Linked DNA regions of Mus musculus: regions 1 and 3 are each linked to region 2. Evidence: chromatin contacts called from public Hi-C and HiChIP or PLAC-seq data. All regions are on one chromosome and are shown on one strand. Each heading gives the region's core, a stretch centred on a gene start, on an enhancer-like site or on the middle of the called end of the contact. The rest is flanking DNA. Distances are from core to core; before and after follow the strand shown. Region 1 overlaps Baalc (brain and acute leukemia, cytoplasmic). Region 2 holds the start of Cthrc1 (collagen triple helix repeat containing 1). Region 3 holds the start of Rims2 (regulating synaptic membrane exocytosis 2).

Region 1 (3,356 bases), core at 358-2,857, 130 kb before region 2:
TTCTGGTGGGCTTTGTACCTTCAGTCAGGTGGTCATTTGCAGCTGGACACCACTCACAGGGGGGAAAGTGACCTAGGAACACATGGTGGCACACGTGATACCCCTTTGGCCCTTCTGTACACAGCCCCAAGGACCATGTTATTTTTGGTATCTGCAGAGTAATTAGTTTGGAAAGCCAGAGGCTGGTTGATGTATATTCCTGTTGACATAGTCTAACAAGGCACTCACTGTATTGAAAAACAGGCACCAACATGGTAAAGCGATGCTTTGATAGGAACCCTTCCCCAGCATTCCTAAGCACACCTTCCTGCAGAGTATGACACAGCATGAGTCTGAAAGGACTGTTAACATGCTTGGGCTTATTAAGGTCCAAGTCATATCAAACTGTACCAACAAACTCACATCTAGCAGCAATAGTAGTCTGGCGGCATGCTTACGTGACAGTTCAAGAGAAGTCACCCAAGCGGATTAAGATGCAGATGCTCACTGCTGTCTCTGACTTATTTCTCCAACACAAGTAGAACTGTAGACTGTATGTTTATTAGTGTTAAGATTCACTGCCAACCTTGTGCCAGCTACAGTAACAGTCGCAGAGGGATTTGGAGTCGGGAAGTCACGACTGTACTTCTGACTCTGTGAGGAGGCTTGGTACTCAGGAGACTGACACGGACCCTGTGGCACAAGACCAATGATTGCAGTGGAATCTCACACTTAGGTAAAGGTAGCTTTCTGTCAATCACAGATGTATGTCTTCTCCTTTGCCGTATACACCACAGTTCCCCCGCCACCCCCAACCTCTCTCATCTTGACTCCTTGTCAAAGGGCTTTTAGGGAACTTCATGTTCTGACAATTTAACTAATAAAACAAAAGCAAGCCCCGTGACTCCTGTGTCCTCAGCGGCATTGCTGGGCAGGAGTCCTTCCACAGGGTTGGCCATGGGTCCAATCCTGCAAGCTCAAGGGCTTGCGCTCCAGGGCATGTGCGCTGTGTTTTGACATGCTGCTTCCCCAGTTGATGCTATCGGCCATGGGCTAAGGCCGGCTTCTCTTCCCAACTCTGTGTTTGCCTCAGCTCATTGGAATTTACCATCTGGGAAAGTTGTCTCTGCAAATACAGAAACACGTTCTCACTCTGCGAGGAGAAGGGAGGGAGGGAGGGAGGGCCTGTGATCTGGCACACCATTGAAATTTCCATCTGGCAAGTTTTAAATGTGTGTTTAAAGCAGGAACTGACTCTTACTATCCTAGTGGGATAACACTTTCCATTCTGAAGTTTGTGTCAATAAAGTCATTAATTTCAAACATATGTGAATGGTTACAGAGGCTCTTTACTGGAACCTTAAATCTGTATGCACAGCTGGTTAGAATTTTTTGAAACAAAGGCGTTTCACATAAGTCAAACAGCCCTATGAATTAGATGAACTAGATATGGGGGCTGCAATTAGCTCTAACTTACACTTACAGAGGGATTTATAACTTTTTAGCCAGGAATTGGTGACCTGGGATGCCAGATAGGAATGTCAGCCAACGATCAGTGCTTCCTCACCATTCCCGTACCTGACTCAGAATGTCCAGCATAGTTGAAACAGATATCGAGAGGGAGAACTGTCTCATACCCTGAAACTGAGCCAACCCCAAGCTTAGGAGGACAGGGGATGACTGGAGAGGGCTATGATTAGAGAGCTGGGGCCAGCCTGGGATCACTTAGCCTTCTGGACAGGGTAAGCCTGGCCTTGTATGAGAAGGCTCTCTGGGTTAAGGTCAGGAAAGAAGTTCATAATTGAGGAAAGAATAAACTGTCCTTATAATAGGTGTCTGGGCCTAAAGATTAGGAACTGAGGGCTACCTAGGTTGCAGCCAATGCCCTGCATTCACAAGATGTTCCTCTAGCTGCCCGTCTCCCCAGTGCACTCAGACCTATTTGACCAACTAACCTCCATTTGTGGCCGCTCCCCAGTGTCACAGAAAGACCTCTCCTCCATATCTGTTTCTCTAAGCAGGGTCTCCAAGGAGGGGCTGTTTTGCTGAAATCAGATCAAAGGCATGGTTTATTCAGCTGCCCTGCTGTACAAACATTGGAATTCTATGTACATAGATCCAGCAGGCACCCCTCACTGAAAACTCCATATACATTCTTTCCTTCTCTGCCAATCATACATTGATTTATAATAAGCACTGCACTTGTGAGTCTCCTTTTCCTCCTGCTGCTTAGAATGTGGAGGGAAAAGCTGCAGACATACTGGTCCATTGGGACAGTATGTCACCTGTCCTTGGCAGTGGAGCAACCAAGCTATTTGAAGCTATGCCAAACGGAGCAACAAATCGGAAGAAGACGGGGTTCCTGGTTCTATGCAACCTCCCTGAGCCCAGAACTGTACATACTTAGGCCATCTGAAACCAAGAAATATACATCTGCTTTATTTAATCTACTCTTACAGGTTACAATTCATCAGCAAACCTAATTCATTTTCTCTTGAAGAACTGGAAGGTCTTTGTCCCTGGTCCCTTGGTACCAAGTTTGCTGGAGCTGATGTCTGCATATCTAGAACTGGTGCCTGCAGACCAGTGTGACGTACATATAGTAACTCCGCCTTTGTCACCTGCCTGAGGTGCATGGCTGTGCAACCCCTCTCCAAATATCTGGTTTTCTTGTTCTTATAAGGGTCTTTCAAATACAGATTGTCCCTCATCATTTCCACAAGTCTGGGAAGTAGCTAATCTTGGAGAATTTCTCTGAGGAGGTAAGTTGCAAGTATGATCCAGTAGCTAAAGGTATGCGCTTATTCACTTTCATGTACTATATTTATTAAAAAGTTTTGATGTGCCAGAAATTGGAAATTATTGCATCTGTCTGTCTGTCTATTTATTGTTTTTATTGTTCTACTAAAATATTATCTCCTCAAGAGCAAGGGCCATGTCTACTTTATTGCCAATTTCTAGTACATTAAAGCTTTTCAAAAAATATAGACTGCATTTTGATCTTATTTATGCCCCCAACTCTCTCAGATTCCTTTTCCACCCCCTGCTAACCTCTTCTTCACTACTACCCTCCACCCTCACCCCAGTTTCTTGTTGAAGTGTCTATAGTGAGATTATTCATGCAGCACTCTACAGTTCCCGTCACTGGTGATAAGAACATTTCCTGCATCAGTTTAGAGAAGGTAGTTTCCCTGGGTTTTATCTCCTTCTCTCAGGAGGAAAAAGAGTCAGAGCTTTACTCTTAGAACATTTTCTAAAGTGCTGTTAGGTCTATTATATATTGCTATATGTGTGGATGTTTTTGCCCGATGTATGCCTGAGCTACCTGGTATCCTTGAAGGCCAGGAGATGTTGGTTGAATCTGCCAGGAAGGAGTT
Region 2 (3,420 bases), core at 637-3,136:
CATCTCTGCTAAGTTACTCCACCAATCATAACTTAGGGATAGGGCTTTCTGTAGGAGCATGTCTTTGTTGTGTACTTATTTTGCTCCTATTGGTTAGGGTATTCAACTATGGCAGAGGACTTGCCTCATCTTATATTCATGTCTTAGCTTGCCAACCAGGATATCAGTTTTCCACATACATGTCTCTTTCTGTCAAGTAGGATATCAGTTCCCAGGGAGGTCTTGGAAACCTAAACTTTATTCTGCCCCTACTCAAAATGGAAGTCTTATTCTAAATAGGTACAGGTGTCTCTCTTATGTTGGGATCCATCCCAAGGGCAGCTTAAAAGGCAAATACTATAAAGGCTGATACACAGGTGCAGGAAGTGTTGGTTTCCGAGAACATCCTAGTAACAGAAGTAACAGCATATGAGAAAGTTTCCTTGTGACATTAGGAACAGCTCAAACTGGTAGGTTAGACGGGTAACAGTTACCAAGACCTTAACAATCCCAGTTCCTCTTTCAGGTCTTGAGTGGCTGTATTCCTTTCCTTCCATTGTTTGTGCTTTCATAGACTTCTTTAAGGGATTTAATGTTTTCTTTTTAAGGACCTCTAGCATACACATATAGGCTATGTTAAGGTCTTTATGTGTGCTTCCAGGGTGTAATACTCAGGGCCTGCTGTGATAGGGTTGGTGGGTTCTAGTGGAGACCTATCGTCCTGGCTGTAATTGGTTGTGCAGGGGTAGCCTGTAGGTTCCCAATGAGTGTGTGCCTGAGCTGGATGCTTGGGAAAAACATTGAGTGACGGGAGGAAAGTGGGGGGCCAGGGATCTGTATGCTTCACTGAAGATGGGTGCAGAAGCAGCCTAGGGCTGAGACTGAGGGGTTCCACTCTGAGAAGCAGAGGGAGAGGTGAAGATCTGCAGTTAGCCCACCTGCGTCCCTGCCCAGTGTGGCCTGTGGGTTCCCAGGGAGTGCCGGCTGGAGTTGGGGGTGGAGGGTAGGACAGGGCAATGAGTGGGGGAAGGGAATTTAGGAGGGGAAGATCTGTGGGATCCACCAGCGATGAGGTGGCTGTGGTGGAAGCCGCTGCAGGAGTTAGCGCAGAGCTCAGGATGAAACTAGGGATTGGGCGTGGAGGAATGGAGGGAGCGTGGAGGTCGCCTCTCCCTCTCCCTGGATAGGTAGGTCACCCGTTTGCTTCCCGTCAGAGAGTGCCTAAGAGAGTTGGAGGCTGCTTTCCTGGTTGAAGTTGGATAGAACTTTTCAAACTATATTAATCTGATGTGAAATAAGCACGTGAAAGTGAACCTCCAGCACTGAATGTTGGCTATTTTCTACCAGCCTCAGTTCACCTATGAATGGAGACTCCAGGCTGCATCGTCCCCCACAGGATTGCCAAGAGGCCACGTGAACAAAGCTTTACATTTTGGAGTTTAGAAGGGGGTAACACTCAAACACTATCGATTATTTGAGTCATAGGACTCTTATAGACTGTTATATTCTGGCTCTCTCCATTTAATACCCCAAATGTCACTTTTTTTTTTTTTTTTTTAAATAATGAGCCTTAGTTTTTTAGGAATGAAGGAACACGAAGGTGATTCCTGAGGCCGAGTTAAGACACGTGCCTCTAAGAAACTCAGGAGTTGCGGTCTCCATTCCCCCACCACCACCACCTGTGGTTTCTGACCACTGTCAACCTGCCTGGTCTCTGCATTCCTCTCTGGTTCTGCAGCACCCCGCGGGGGTCTGGGCGGGCGGAGCTGCGGAGGAGGGGCGGGCTAGACCCGGGACCCAGGCCTATAACAGTATGCAAGCTCCGGGCGTCCAGGGGGTGGGAGGGAAGAAGGGAGGGCGGCGCTCAGTGAAAGGCGCATTGATGCGGCAGGCTGCAGGGCTGGGCCAGACGCTGAGCAGGGTCAGGCTCCTGCCGACCCCTTTACCTCCTGCTCCGCGCTTCGCAGCCACCGCACACCATGCACCCCCAAGGCCGCGCGGCCCCCCCGCAGCTGCTGCTCGGTCTCTTCCTTGTGCTGCTGCTGCTGCTACAGTTGTCCGCACCGATCAGCGCCTCTGAGAACCCCAAGGTGAAGCAAAAAGCGCTGATCCGGCAGAGGGAGGTGGTAGACCTGGTAAGTCTGAGAGTCGGTCCTGACCTCAGTGCTGGAGGAGAAGACTCAGCCAGGATCGCACCGGGAGGGCATCAGTATAGATGGTGGTGGTGCTGACCGTAGGGGTGAGTGTAGGGCAGCACGTTAAGAAGCTTGAGTGCCTCAGTGTCCTGCCTGTGTACCTGTGTGGGGACGGATCTGACGCACGCCTGCAGCAGAGTCTTGAACCGCTACGGGAGATCATGAGAGGTCACCACATGCTCCGACGTGGGTCAGGTGGGATGCCCAAATCCGTGTAAGTCGCCCAGTAATTTCTGGCTCCAGGGGAGGCCACCGTTGGGAGAAGTGGGGGGATGCTGTGGCTGCAACTGGAGTAGATTGAGTTAGTCAGTTGATTTCAAAAGAAAGCCCGAGGAAGACCCTAGGCCAGCTGGCCGCTTGGCCCTGGGCCAAGGCTGTGCAACGTGTCCTTTGTGAGGACCAGTGGCCACGGTCTGGCCACGTCTGCCTGGAGGAGAGGCTAACAACCCCCACAAAGCATTTGTTCAGCTAACTTGAAGATTATGAATCACTTTGTGTCATCTCCCTGGGAAATATGAACTGCAGTTTACTCCTTAGAGGACCACAGCTTGAGCCAGGAGTGGTCAGAGGCTTTGAAGCTGAAGGGGAAAAATGAAGGCCCCACTAGGAGCCCTTCCAAGGACCCATTTTGCCTGATCTGTTTAAAACAGATGAGCAGTCAGGTCTTAACCAGTCAGGAACACTGTACTCAAGCTAAGGGGAAGGAAAGCGCTCCCAGGAAAGCAAATATCCCAAGGGCTTTCTGAGAGGCTAATCTGTGGGAAAGTCTGTTTGCTTAAAACCTTTCCCTCTAAAAGTCAATAAACCTAGTGGAGGGCAGAGAGTTTGTCTGTCCCACTCAAAAGCCAGCCATCGATAGATTTGTAGTCTTTGGCACATCATAAACTTCTGTCCTTAAACCAAGCTATATGGTTGTCAGGCACTGCGATACATAAAGGACAGGGGACATTTACTTATTTTATTATTATTATTTTTTTTTTAGATTTGAATTTCTTCCACTGACATTCTAAGTTGAGCTAATAAACCAAGCTCCTTGACAGCTAGTTCTAAACTGATTCAAAAGCACTGGGGGAAAATCCCTGCTGTTTCACGCAGCAGTGGTAGGGTTTTGTTGTTTTATGCTCTGATATATAATTTTCCTCCACAAAAGCATACTGTGTTGGAGCTACAGTTCTATTTTGAGTGCCTAAGTTGTTAAAAAAAAAAAAAGTGCCACATGAATGTGGCTCGTGTGCAGTTTGCGTAT
Region 3 (3,442 bases), core at 650-3,149, 120 kb after region 2:
ATATGATCTCATTTGGTTTGCACAAAGCAGTGAAAGCTAATTTGGATTATGAATCCGGTTGAAAACAGGTGAATGGTAGTAGCAATGAACAGTAGTAATAATAATATGAAACAAAACATAAGCAAACGTTTCCATTTTTTTCTTTCTAGTTACAAAGGATGGGAGAAAAACAATATAGATATTTCAGCTTAGAAATCACAAGAGACATGTAGTGCCGCTTTGTCTGTTCCCAGTTCTCTCAAACTGAGACTAGTCAGATGGTACCTGGGGAACAAAGGAGGGAGAGAGCTTACTACACGTAAATACAATACAAACCCCGAAGGTTTTACTCACCAGCCTATAACCTGGCCTAGTACTAAGCAGTGCGAGTGTGGAAGGCGTGGTAGGGGTGTGTACATACACACGCACGAACACTGTAACCTTGCTAACCAAGCACCTGTCTAGTGGCAGGAAGAGGAAGAGGGGGTGATCCAGATCACCTCAGCTGGCTCGCCCCGCCCCGAGGGAGAGCTGTCTGGGCTGCGCTGGGCTTCTCTGAGAGCCCGCGCCGGTGGTGGCCACCTCCCTCCTATTGGAGTCGGTTTTCTTCTGTTCTTTGACTGAGCCTGTCTCCAGGCTTTCTAAAATCAGGCTAACGCTCCAATAACGACTCTTCTCTAGATTAGAGTGACCGGCAGAAAGGGGCTGAACGGCCCGATTCCTCCGGGGACGTGATCTGACCCTTTCCCTCTTACACCTTCCAATCGCCTCGGGCAAACCGCCCCAGCATCCTGTCTTCTGTACCTCTCCGTGCAGCGGGTACCGACAACCCAGTTTTCCAGAACTTCCGCACTCCCGCCCAGGTCCTTTCCACTCCCTCAGGCTCTTCCCCGCTGCGAGTCCCGGGCCGCTGACACCGCAGGGACACCCACCTGCTCCGATCTTCCCTCGTCCAGGGTCCAGTACCCCGCCCGGGACAGCTCGGGGGGCGCCCGGTCCCTCAGGCTCGGCGCCAGCCACCTGAGATCCTCCCGCCCCCACCGCCCACAGCCCCGCACCCCGGGGCGCCCGCTCCCTCGCCGCCCTGCTCCTCACAGCTCCCCGCCCCGCCCCAGCCGTTAGCAGGGTCCGGGGCGAGCGTCGGCCGAGTCCGGGCCTGGGCGGTTCGCAGGGGACACGGGCCCGGCGGGAAGAGTCGGCGAGGCAGAGGCGGCGCGGGCGAGTGCACCTAGCGGGCCCGCCGCGCCGACTCCGCGGACACTGGGGGCGGCGGCGGCGGGACCCCGGGCGGGCGCGTGATGAGGCGCGGCGGGCGGCCGGCCCCGCGGCGCGCGCGAGCTCACTTGGGTCCGGGCGTTGGCAGCCGCGGGCCGCGGGCCGGAAGATCGGCCGTCTGGGGCCGGGGTGGGGGCTGGGGTCCCCTGCCGCAGCCCGCGCCTCGTGGTTCCCGGAGGGGTCCTCCCTCGCGGAGCCCCGGAGCCCGGTGACGCGCCAGCCGGCGGGACGGCCGCTCTCGCCGCCTCCGGGCGCTCGGGGCGAGTTCCCGGGACTCCCCAGGGGTCGGGCTCGCGGGCAGCGCTTCCCGCTCCGCTCCGCCGCCGCGCCGGACACTCGCGCCCCGGCCCGCGGCCGCCTCCCTCCAGTCACCCCACCCTCAGCCGTCCCCGCCACCTTACTCCACCGCCCTCCCCCGCCGCTCCGCGCACTCGGCGTCGGGGCCTCCAGCTCCTCGCTCCCGCGAACCGCTCACTTGGCAGCCCTTCGCCCCCGGGAAGAAGAAACATTTCCCCGAGCGCACTCCTCAGCCCTCCCCCCTCGGCCCTCCCCTCCCCCTGCCTTCTTTCCTGGGGGAGGGGGGCTGTCGCCTCGGATTGAAGGCCATTGATTTGTATGCATTTGTCCCAGCCCCGGAGGCTGCCCCAGCCGCCCGCGCCCGAGCCGCGGCTGCCAGCGGAGTTGCCTCCCTGCTTCCCTAGGGTGGTTCGGCTCCGCCAAACATGTCGGCTCCGCTCGGGCCCCGGGGCCGCCCGGCTCCCACCCCGGCGGCCTCTCAACCTCCTCCGCAGCCCGAGATGCCGGACCTCAGCCACCTCACGGAAGAGGAGAGGAAAATCATCCTGGCTGTCATGGATCGTCAGAAGAAAGAAGAGGAGAAGGAGCAGTCCGTGCTCAAGTAAGGACCCGGCTCCATCTTCCCGCCTCCCTCCCTGCCCTCCGCCCCCCTCGGCCGCTTCCCCGCGACCGCCCGCGCGCCGGGGATCGCCGCCTTTCCTCCCCGCCGGTGGCGCGGGGGCCACGAGGGCTGCGGCCCGCGGCCGCCAGGGTCGCTTTCTAGTTGTCAGCCGCGGGGGTGTGTGTCGCGGAGGGAGGGCGCCGAGGCCGGCTGAGGTGACGGTGGCGAGCTCGGGGAGGCGGCGGTTTCCCCGGCGCCCTCCGGCTTTCCCCGCGGGCCACTTCGGCTCCCGGGATGAGGCTGAACCCTGGCTCCTCGCGTCCCATTTCCTTTCCCGCCGCCCCCGCGCGGAGGCAGTGACTGGGGCAAGGAATCCAATATGGCCGTGCACAGGTGCTCCCGGGCCGGACCCGGGTGAAGCGCCCAGGCCCGGGGTGCCGGTGCCACCGGGGTCGCTCGTCCCGCGCCTGCGAGGGCCGGCTCCGTCCCCAGCCCCGGGAGGAGCTGCGCTGCCCACGGTCGCAGCGGACAGGAAGGCTGCGGGGCGGGCGAGGGGGCCTAAGCGCGGTCTCGTCTCGTCTCGGGTGGGTGTGCGGCCGCCGCCATCTTCCAGCCCCTCCCCCTCGGCGGGTGCTAACACCCTGCACTCTGCTGCTGTTCTTCCTGTTTGCAACTAGTAAATCTGTAGGATCCCGAGGAGACTCCACTTCCTACCATCGTGGCAGTTTGGGTTGCTCCCTGCTTGTGAAGTTCTACTATGTTTGCTCACAGTCCAGCCAGCGGGGTTTTGGCGAGGGTGGGAGGCGTGAAAGTAGCACCCAAGCATCGGTTTAGAGGCGGTGTAACTTCAGCACCAGGGAACTGTCCAGAATGAGTTTTCCTTTACTTTGGGATTCCTTGTCAGTGTAGCACTGTAGCTGAGATTGTTTCTACAGGTTTGCTTTTAAATGTTTTATGATTTTTTATATCTCGGTTGCTTCTGGAAAGTCATTGTCTGGATCTGTAAAGATCTGTAACCCTTTAATGTTTGTCCAAGTCGTTACTCACTATAAAAATTAACCTGTATATGCCTAAAGAGAGGGAGGGCAGTTCTCTTGCATGTCACCGAATACACTTTCCCATAATCGCTATAGAAACACACAACTAAAAGCGTTGACTTCCTCCTTGAAAAGAAATAGCTTACTGACCTTCACCACTTATTTTGAAAACAGGTTGTTGAATTCAGTATTTTTTTTTTTTACAAATGAAAACACACCTTGTCTAGATGTACATCTTCTCACATTTTAGTGA

The links. Hi-C and Micro-C count contacts between places; a contact is called where the count stands out from the background. HiChIP or PLAC-seq counts read pairs in DNA pulled down with a chosen protein or histone mark.
Region 1: a Hi-C map of muscle stem cells shows a contact between it and region 2, with 3 times the contacts expected there. The contact joins the enhancer-like site here to the promoter of Cthrc1 in region 2. A contact is called at or near these places in 6 of 39 promoter capture datasets (the 3T3-L1 cell line, cancer-associated fibroblasts, cranial neural crest and 3 more), 2 of 15 datasets of contacts at CTCF or cohesin (both in the NIH/3T3 cell line), 20 of 484 Hi-C or Micro-C datasets (3T3-L1-derived adipocytes, the AML12 cell line, the N1E-115 cell line and 13 more), 8 of 115 datasets of contacts at active chromatin or transcription factors (cardiomyocytes, craniofacial prominence, embryonic fibroblasts and 5 more) and 2 of 9 other capture datasets (adipose tissue and liver).
Region 3: a contact with region 2 is called in an H3K4me3 HiChIP or PLAC-seq map of embryonic stem cells, with 26 read pairs. The contact joins the promoter of Rims2 here to the promoter of Cthrc1 in region 2. A contact is called at or near these places in 6 of 39 promoter capture datasets (the 3T3-L1 cell line, the SN4741 cell line, cranial neural crest and 3 more), 5 of 484 Hi-C or Micro-C datasets (the AML12 cell line, embryonic stem cells and stem cell-derived neural progenitor cells), 6 of 115 datasets of contacts at active chromatin or transcription factors (embryonic stem cells, epiblast stem cells, forebrain and 1 more) and 2 of 9 other capture datasets (adipose tissue and liver).

Annotation. Positions count from the first base shown.
Region 1 is chr15:38,949,959-38,953,314 of GRCm38.p6, forward strand. Baalc (brain and acute leukemia, cytoplasmic) reads left to right here. Exons shown (of 2, transcript NM_080640.6): 2 at 1-1,306. Among named protein-coding and RNA genes, the nearest start is that of Baalc, 18 kb to the left of the region's middle. Within about 2 kb of position 1,608, at least 88 of the 459 cell types and tissues checked have an H3K27ac peak or open chromatin away from gene starts, as enhancers often do. A contact at or near this core is called in the NIH/3T3 cell line, adipose tissue, cancer-associated fibroblasts and 8 more, where this site is marked.
Region 2 is chr15:39,075,046-39,078,465 of GRCm38.p6, forward strand. It overlaps Cthrc1 (collagen triple helix repeat containing 1), which reads left to right and starts at 1,887. Exons shown (of 4, transcript NM_026778.3): 1 at 1,887-2,114. The coding sequence starts at 1,959.
Region 3 is chr15:39,196,387-39,199,828 of GRCm38.p6, forward strand. It overlaps Rims2 (regulating synaptic membrane exocytosis 2), which reads left to right and starts at 1,900. Exons shown (of 27, transcript NM_053271.2): 1 at 1,900-2,152. The coding sequence starts at 1,977.